Regions from separate parts of the Mus musculus genome. Here region 1 is linked to region 2. A link is a contact called in public HiChIP or PLAC-seq data. All regions are on one chromosome and are shown on one strand. Each heading gives the region's core, a stretch centred on a gene start, on an enhancer-like site or on the middle of the called end of the contact. The rest is flanking DNA. Distances are from core to core; before and after follow the strand shown.

Region 1 (4,011 bases), core at 1,115-3,614, 74 kb before region 2:
CTTGGTTTTTGTTTTTTTTTTTTTTTTTTTTTTTTTTTTGTGACAGGGTTTCTCTGTATAGCCCTGGCTGTCCTGGAACTCACTCTGTAGACCAGGCTGGCCTTGAACTCAGAAATCTGCCTGCCTCTTCCTCCCAAGTAAGGTTTAGTTCTTAATAGCATGTGTTCAGCTTACAACTCCTATAACTCCAGCTCCGGGAAACTGGACGCCTCTGGCCTCTGGATCCCTATACACATGTAGCACATGTGCTCATGATTATAAGTAAAACAAAACAAAACAAAAACCCAGCTGAGCTTGGTGGCACACACCTTTAGTCCCAGCAATCAGGAGTCAGAGGCAGATGAGTTTCAGGCAGGCCAGGACTGTGAGACCATGTCTGGAAAAAACAATAAACCAAAAAAAAGTATAAATCTTTAAAAACCAAATATTTACTTTGACACTTTGATTCATTTCCCTTAAAATTTTGTCAGCCCTGGGATTTGTCTCCATCTGTTAACACCGAAGTCTTTAGTATGTATTCTTTGGCTGACTTTGCAGTATGCAATTTATCTACTTTTGAGTGTAGGGGACAGTCTCACTACGTAACCCTGATGGCCTGGCAATTGATATGTAGCTCTGGCTGTCCTCAAACTTGCAGAAATCTTTGCTTTGGTATCCAGATTTCTGGTATAGCCAGAAAATACTACCACACCCACTCACTCACCAAGCCTGAACAGCAACTGTTCTCACCAGTTTACCCATGTCCCCCGCCATTTTAAATTTTTGTTTTATTTATTCACAAACATGGTCTTCCCATGTATCTCTGACTTGCCTAGAATTGACTAGGTAGACCAAGCTGACTTCTAACTTGCAGAGATCATCCTTCTTCTGCCCACTAAGTGCTGGGATTAAGACAACATCTAATCTTCCAGGTTTCTCAACCTACCCTTACCCGTTTTTTTTTTTTTTTTTTAAATAAATCTTTTTTTTTTTTTAAAGATTTATTTATTTATTATATGTAAGTACATTGTAGCTGTCTTCAGACACTCCAGAAGAGGGTACCAGATCTCGTTACGGATGGTTGTGAGCCACCATGTGGTTGCTGGGATTTGAACTCTGGACCTTCGGAAGAGCAGTCGGGTGCTCTTACCCACTGAGCCATCTCACCAGCCCCCCTTACCCGTTTTTTAAGACAAGTATTCATCCCAGGCTGGCCCTCAATATCCTCATCCTTTGGCCTCCACCTCCTAAATGTTGGGGTTACAGGAACGCTCCATCACATACAGCTACCTGCTTTTTTTTTTCTTCTGCTCATTTTCCTTCAGTAAGATTTAATCTCAGAGCCTCGAGATTTAATCTCGAAAAAAAAAAAAAGCTTTAATCTCAGAGAATAGATAGGAGTTGATATTTAGAGAGGTAAATACAGTCTGCTACTCAACAGGAATGTTTACCACAGAACCACCCTTTAACTGAGGTCTAGACACCAAAAAGGTGCAGACTTCACAAAGCAACCTGTGCTGACTAGTTTTATGATAACTTGACACAAGCTGGTGTCATCTCAGAGGACGGAACCTCGATTGAGAAATTGCCTCCATAAGATTGGGCTGTAGGCATTTTCTTAATTAACTGTTGATATGGGAGGCATTGTGAGTGGTGCCACACCTGGGCTGGTGTTCCTAAATGCTATAAGAAAGCAGGCTGAACAAACCATGAGGAGTAAGCCAGTAAGCAGCATCCCCCTCCACGGTCTCTGCATCTACTCCTGTCTCCAGGTTTCTGCTTGGTTTGAGCTCCTTCCTTGTCTCCCCTCAGTGGATTGTGAGTCTAGACATATAAGCCAAATAAAACCCATTCTTCCCCAAGTAGCTTTTGGTTATGGTGTTTCATCACAGCTATAGTAACCCTAAGACTGCCACGCCCAGCTAAAACACAGCAAAAGAGGAAATAAGAAAGGATCCTGCAGGGTTGAGGCTAGAAAGCACTTAAAAAAGAAAAAGAAAAAAATCTAGTGAAATGAAGCTTAGAGCCCGTTCCCATGCCCACGCCCACTCCTAGCAATAAGAGAGTTTCTCCTCTTAAGCCGCTAAGAGGAGCTTCTGCGGTATGGTGTCCCGAGGAATGTCATTAGGAAGACATGGTTTAAAAGCTCTTTACACAACTTTGGCAGGAGGAGAAATGATGTGTTTGGGAGTCCAAGACGACTGTTATACTCAGGCAGGAAACACAGCACAATTTTGCCTTTCCTTAGCCTTTGGATACCGTCTTTCCCTCCGCCTCCTAGGGTATCCCTTGTTGTAGAATGGAGATTCTGTTTGGGCCGATCTAGCTTTCTTCCACTCGTTGGTCCGTGGGCTTCTCGGTCCAATCGCGTCGCGCTTCTGATCGGTACCAGGGTGCATTGCGGCAAAATGGCTGCCCCCAGGCGGTACTGCGCTGGGCTCGTTCGGGCCTTGTTAGGGGCCCGACAGGTGGGTTCGCATGCAGGGAGGGAATGGCTTGCTCCGCCCGGCTGTCTTCTAGGTAACCAGGCGAGGTGCGTGTCCTGTGTCGTGGGCTCCACTTTCTCTGGTCCCCTCCTGGCCTCGGCCTCTAGTCGTTATGGTCAGGACTCCGCCTTGGACCGTATCCTTGGATTTTCTCAGCCTGACAGTTCGTTGGTTCCGAGCGTCCCCGCGGTGTCGGTGCACAGAGGTAAAGGGTCCAGCTATGTTAGTTACAGGTGTTTGGTTCTATGACATGTTTTGATGTGTAGCCCAAACCAGCTTGGAATTCGGATCTTCCCGCTGCAGCCTCTTAAGTGTTGGGATTACAGGTGTTGGCCATGACCGGCCTCTGATGGTTTTAGCAGTGGAAATCATGTATCGTAAGTAAAATCCCTCTGCCTCTAGAAATAGCAGTTTAACTTCTCATTTAATAAAAAATAAACCTGAGCCCAAGGAGAGGCGAGTGGAGAAGGCTGTCAAAGAGTTTGAAAGTGAGGGTCTGTGAAACAGACGAAGGCTCTTGTTGCTTGACAACCTGAGTTCAGTCCTTGGAACTCATATGGTGGAAACTGAGACCCAGACAGTTTTGCCCTAACTACCATAAGCTCCCACTGACACACAAATAAATAAATATAGCAACATAAAGAGTTTTAGGAATGTGAAGAACCTAGACCCTCTGTTGGTTACAGTCAGTCATTAGTCAAGGCAAAGTTGTCTCCCTCAGTCCTCAATGCCCAGCCTGTGTTTTTTTTTTCTCCCATACAGTTGTCATTTTGAAAAAGAAGTTATTCATAAATAGTTAATGTGATTCCATATTACATATGAAAAAAAAAAAAAACAAGAGACTTAGAGAGTTTAGGTAACCTAATGATCAAGTAAGCTCAAATGCCAAACTATTCTCAAAGTTAAGAATGGGTTGGCTTCTGCCAAGCCATTACCAGGTCCTCAAGTCCTCATCAAGCAGTATAGACCCAATACGTGGATCTTGAGCCCTATCTACTTGGTTTAATCCTAAATTAAGTCAGGCCTTATGGTGCATGCCTGTAGTCCCTACACTGAGGAGGTGGAGGTGGAAGATCTGGAGAAAAATTTCAGCTCTGACTGTGGTACCCTATGCTGCTATGAAGGTACTGCAAAATGTTTCAATCTCTCCTTATGATACTGCATTGCAAGTAACAGTGCCTAGTCTCCTACCAGACTGTAGTCCATGCTTCTTTCAGGGTGACATTGAGACAGAGTTTCACTCTAGACCAGGATAACCTGGAGCTCACTATCCCCAGCCTCCTGCATGTGGGGATTTCAGGTTCGAGCCACCACATCCATTTTATAAAGTGCCGTTTCTTTGGTATCATTTAGTGTGGTGGTTTTGTTTTTTTGAGGCAGGGTCTAGTTATGTAGCCCAGGTTGGCCTTGGTCTCAAAGGAGATCCACTCTTTTTTAAACCTCTTTTTTTTTTTTTTTTTTTTTTAAAGATTTATTTATTATATGTAAGTACACTGTAGCTGTCTTCAGACACTCCAGAAGAGGGAGTCAGATCTCGTTACGGATG
Region 2 (3,923 bases), core at 730-3,229:
ACAGCTCTGGTTAGTGGCTAACTTGGCTCTGGCTTGCTTTCTAATGGAAACCATTGTGTATACAATGGAAACTAATGCCTGCTTGTTCACCTTCTTTTTAAAGATTGAAAACAGTTACATACATAAGCTACAATCTCTGAATCAGCTCATTCTATTTGTGCAATTGATGACTGTGACATCATATTGGGACCAAGAAGACAACAGTGATGTCACAAGAAAAGAAATTTCTGGTTATACAACTGTTGTGGGAAGATAACAGGGTAGCCTAGTATAGATAAAATTATAATCTATAGCTCTTAATGTGAAGGTGACATCAATATAATCTGGTGGATACACACCTACCCAACACCACCTCCCCTACAGGGTTCCTCTGTGTAGCCCAGGCAGGCTGGCCTCCTGGGTGCTGGGACAAAAGGCATATGCCACCACACCCAGCTCCTACTTCCTTTAGTGATAAATGTAAGTTTAGCTCTTGTTCTCCATAAAAAACTTCAAAATAGAAAATAATGAGTCATGCACATACTTCAAACCCACTCCTCTAACTAATACAACTGACCAAGCCTCTGGAGGTCCAGGAACCCAGCAAGAAGCAGCCTTCTTTTTTAGAGCTACAGGTAAGGACGCCACATTCAGATTATTTGGTTTTTTTTTTGTTTGTTTGTTTGTTTTTTCGAGACAGGGTTTCTCTGTATAGCCCTGACTGTCCTGGAACTCACTTTGTAGACCAGGATGGCCTCGAACTCAGAAATCCGCCTGCCTCTGCCTCCCGAGTGCTGGGATTAAAGGCGTGCGCCACCACGCCCAGCTCCAGGCTATTTCCTAAGAGGGCAATAAGATCAGACTGTCTGTTACTAGTGACTAAACATGGCTCGGTGGGTTAACAAACCCTCGGCCCTTTTTCACATCCCACGTCTGGAGTTTTAGGCCATATAGTTAACATGGAACAAGTGTGGTGACTCCAGTGTCTGAAGAGACAAGACAGGATGAGGATGCAATGCCCATAGGACCAAACTACCTTAACTGTGGAGTGCCAGTGATCTAACTCTGGCACTCTGTGTGAAGCCTTCAGAAAGCAGCAGCATTACCTTTCGGCGGACAGTACACCGGTGACACATCCACTCCCCAGGAGGCAACATCTCTTCACTCAGTGGAGGGTTACTGTGGGGAAAAGACAGGGCAAGACTAAGTAACTAATCTAACCCTTGCATGCAGCTGAAAATAGATCTGGCACAAACTGCACGTCCCTCAACTACTACTGTGGCCAGTTCTGGAGTGCTGCTAGAGTCCTCATGTCCTTCAAAATGCCTATTCAACAACCTTTATAATTACCTCACGGGCAAAAATTCCTTCCACATCTTAGAAAGAGAAGCCAAATCACAGCTATTGACACTGAGCTTACAGAAAAAGGCATGAAACACTAGTTGAGAGCCAGAAGAGTTATTCCCAAGTCTATATATATGCCTCACCAAGAGGTCCTCAGTCTAAGCCTAGTCTCTTCTCCCTGTGCTTCAGAACCTTGTCACACAGCCCATTCCAACCCGGCAGGCCTCCTCAGGTACCCAGGCCCCTAGTTAAATTCAACATTTGCCATTTTTCTTGCAGTAACATTCTGGTAGGAAATCTGTACCCCTTCAAAGCTATCCACTCTCAAGGCGTGCTCTTGGCAGCCTGTGGCAAGCCTCATGGCTTTGTTCTGTCTTCAGCCGCAAACAGTCCTTTGCCCTCCTCCTGAATTAGGCTTATCTTGTGACTTGCTTTGACAACAGTAGTAACAGACACGATACACTGTAACGTTCAAGTCTGAGCCTTAAGCAACCTGTAGATTCCAATCTTCTATGTTTAGAATGTTCTATCTCAGGGCTCTGCTGCCATAAGAAAGCCACATCAAGGAGGTCTGAAGTGCTCCAACCAACAGCTTCAGCTGAATTCCAACAGGTTGTACCAACTACTGCTATGAATCATCTTGGACATACCAGATCAGACGAGACTCCAAGTAACTGTGGTCCTGGCCTACTACACACACAACAGAAAACCAGCCAACTGAGCCCAGTTCAAGCCTTGGAGTTTTAGATAACTACTTTCTGTTTTGAGCCACTGAGTTTTGGTAGTTTATTACACATTAATGATTATTGGACATGGCTTTTCCACCAGCTCTTTCTACACTACTCATGAATCTTATGTTTCCTGCTAAATAGTTGAGTTCCTTTTTCTCATATGTGGGTATGTGCATGGAGTGCAAGTGCCTTCAGACTCTAGAAGAGGGTGTTGGATACCCTGGAGCTAGAGTTATAGGCAGTTGTGAGCCACCTACTATAAATTCTGGGAACCAAACTCAGATCCTCTGAAAGAGCGGCATGCATTCTCAACTCAAAGCCATCTAGAATTTCTAGCTTGCCTCTTTGCATTTATAATAAATGAAGACTGAATTTAAAATAGAGCTAGATTAAGCATGATAACATATGCCTAAAACTCCAGAATTTGGGAGGCTAAGGCAGGAAGATTTTGATTTTGATGCCAGCTTGGGCTACACAGTAAATTACACACTAACTTCGGCTGAATGAAACTCTGCTTCAAAATATAGGCAATCCCAGAGCAAACAAACAAAACCCAAAACTCAAGCTTTGTAGGCCGTTGATTTTTCATTAAAATTACATTAAGATTTCATCAATTTCCAAAAGTGTCATATTTATACTGTTCATACAACAGATATCTCATTCTAAAAGAATGATTCCCAGTTCAACAACAGCACCTGGAATTAGAAATGTAAATTCTAGACTGGGAATATTGATAGAGTCGATCGTTTATATTGATAAAGTTGATAAGAGTACTGGTCTTGGGGGCTGGTGAGATGGCTCAGTGGGTAAGAGCACCCGACTGCTCTTCCGAAGGTCAGGAGTTCAAATCCCAGCAACCACATGGTGGCTCACAACCATCCGTAACGAGATCTGACTCCCTCTTCTGGAGTGTCTGAAGACAGCTACAGTGTACTTACATATAATAAATGAGTAAATCTAAAAAAAAAAAAAAAAAAAAAAAGAGTACTGGTCTAACACACATATATCAGGTATGGGGTGCACATCACAGGACTTGTGAGGTGGAGGTAGGAGGATCAAGTGTTAAAGGTCATCCTTGGCTATACAGCAAGTTCAATCCTGGTGCTCTTTACTTTCCCAGAAAGAAAAAGAAGGAAAAAGCAGACTCTAGAATTTCATAATCTGTGTAAAAGGCATGCCATTAAGGTGATTCCGCTGAACCCCAAAGGCTGAAAACCATGCTATATGGAACAAGGTTACATCCATGTTCACACTCAGGAAATTCCTGCCTTTGGTTCTTAGGAATCACCTACTTAGGATGCTAAGAAAATATGAGAAATATGGAGGGGAGAGAGACAGACAGACACACACACACAAACACACACCACCTCTAAGGGCATTTGGCCTGGTAACTTCTCTGCACACCAACCTTGCCATGGTCCCTGGCCATGGTATACCTGTCAGATGCTCACCCTTCCTTCCTAGCTCACTGTTTCCTTCCTTTCCGCTTTCTTAGTGGGATCTTTGTGGAGGCAGTCCACCAAACAGAAACTAGTGACAAAGTAGCCTGTTGGGACCACAGGTAAACATCACCTGTAAATTCTTCCCTAATTCCCCCACATTTCTAAACAGACCATATCTAAGGAATGAGACAGGCAAGCATTCTTTGTGAAGGCCTGCTGACTCTGCAAATGCTCTAGCAGCTGTCCTAAAATGTCACTAACCCTGAAGCCTGGCACTCCTGTCTCCATTATCCTTTCCACCCATCTGCTGGCACCATGCTAAGATACACTGTATCAAACACAGAAGGCAGAGAACAAGACATGGTGGTATAGGCTTAGACTTTCCACCAAGATGTCAATGATATATTTGCTAGGCATCCTTTGTGAT

The links. HiChIP or PLAC-seq counts read pairs in DNA pulled down with a chosen protein or histone mark.
Region 1: a contact with region 2 is called in an H3K4me3 HiChIP or PLAC-seq map of the SCID.adh cell line, with 16 read pairs. The contact joins the promoter of Eral1 here to the enhancer-like site in region 2. A contact is called at or near these places in 9 of 39 promoter capture datasets (cranial neural crest, epiblast stem cells, frontonasal cranial neural crest and 6 more), 1 of 15 datasets of contacts at CTCF or cohesin (CD8 T cells), 1 of 484 Hi-C or Micro-C datasets (forebrain), 2 of 115 datasets of contacts at active chromatin or transcription factors (the SCID.adh cell line and embryonic stem cells) and 3 of 9 other capture datasets (adipose tissue, liver and pancreatic islet).

The regions. Positions count from the first base shown.
Region 1 is chr11:78,078,736-78,082,746 of GRCm38.p6, reverse strand. It overlaps Eral1 (Era (G-protein)-like 1 (E. coli)), which reads left to right and starts at 2,364. Exons shown (of 10, transcript NM_022313.2): 1 at 2,364-2,670. The coding sequence starts at 2,388.
Region 2 is chr11:78,003,962-78,007,884 of GRCm38.p6, reverse strand. It overlaps Phf12 (PHD finger protein 12), which reads right to left. Exons shown (of 15, transcript NM_174852.3): 3 at 1,086-1,158. Gm51908 (a long non-coding RNA gene) reads left to right here. Exons shown (of 2, transcript XR_003949719.1): 2 at 1-292. Among named protein-coding and RNA genes, the nearest start is that of Gm51908, 2.9 kb to the left of the region's middle. Within about 2 kb of position 1,979, at least 4 of the 459 cell types and tissues checked have an H3K27ac peak or open chromatin away from gene starts, as enhancers often do. A contact at or near this core is called in the SCID.adh cell line, where this site is marked.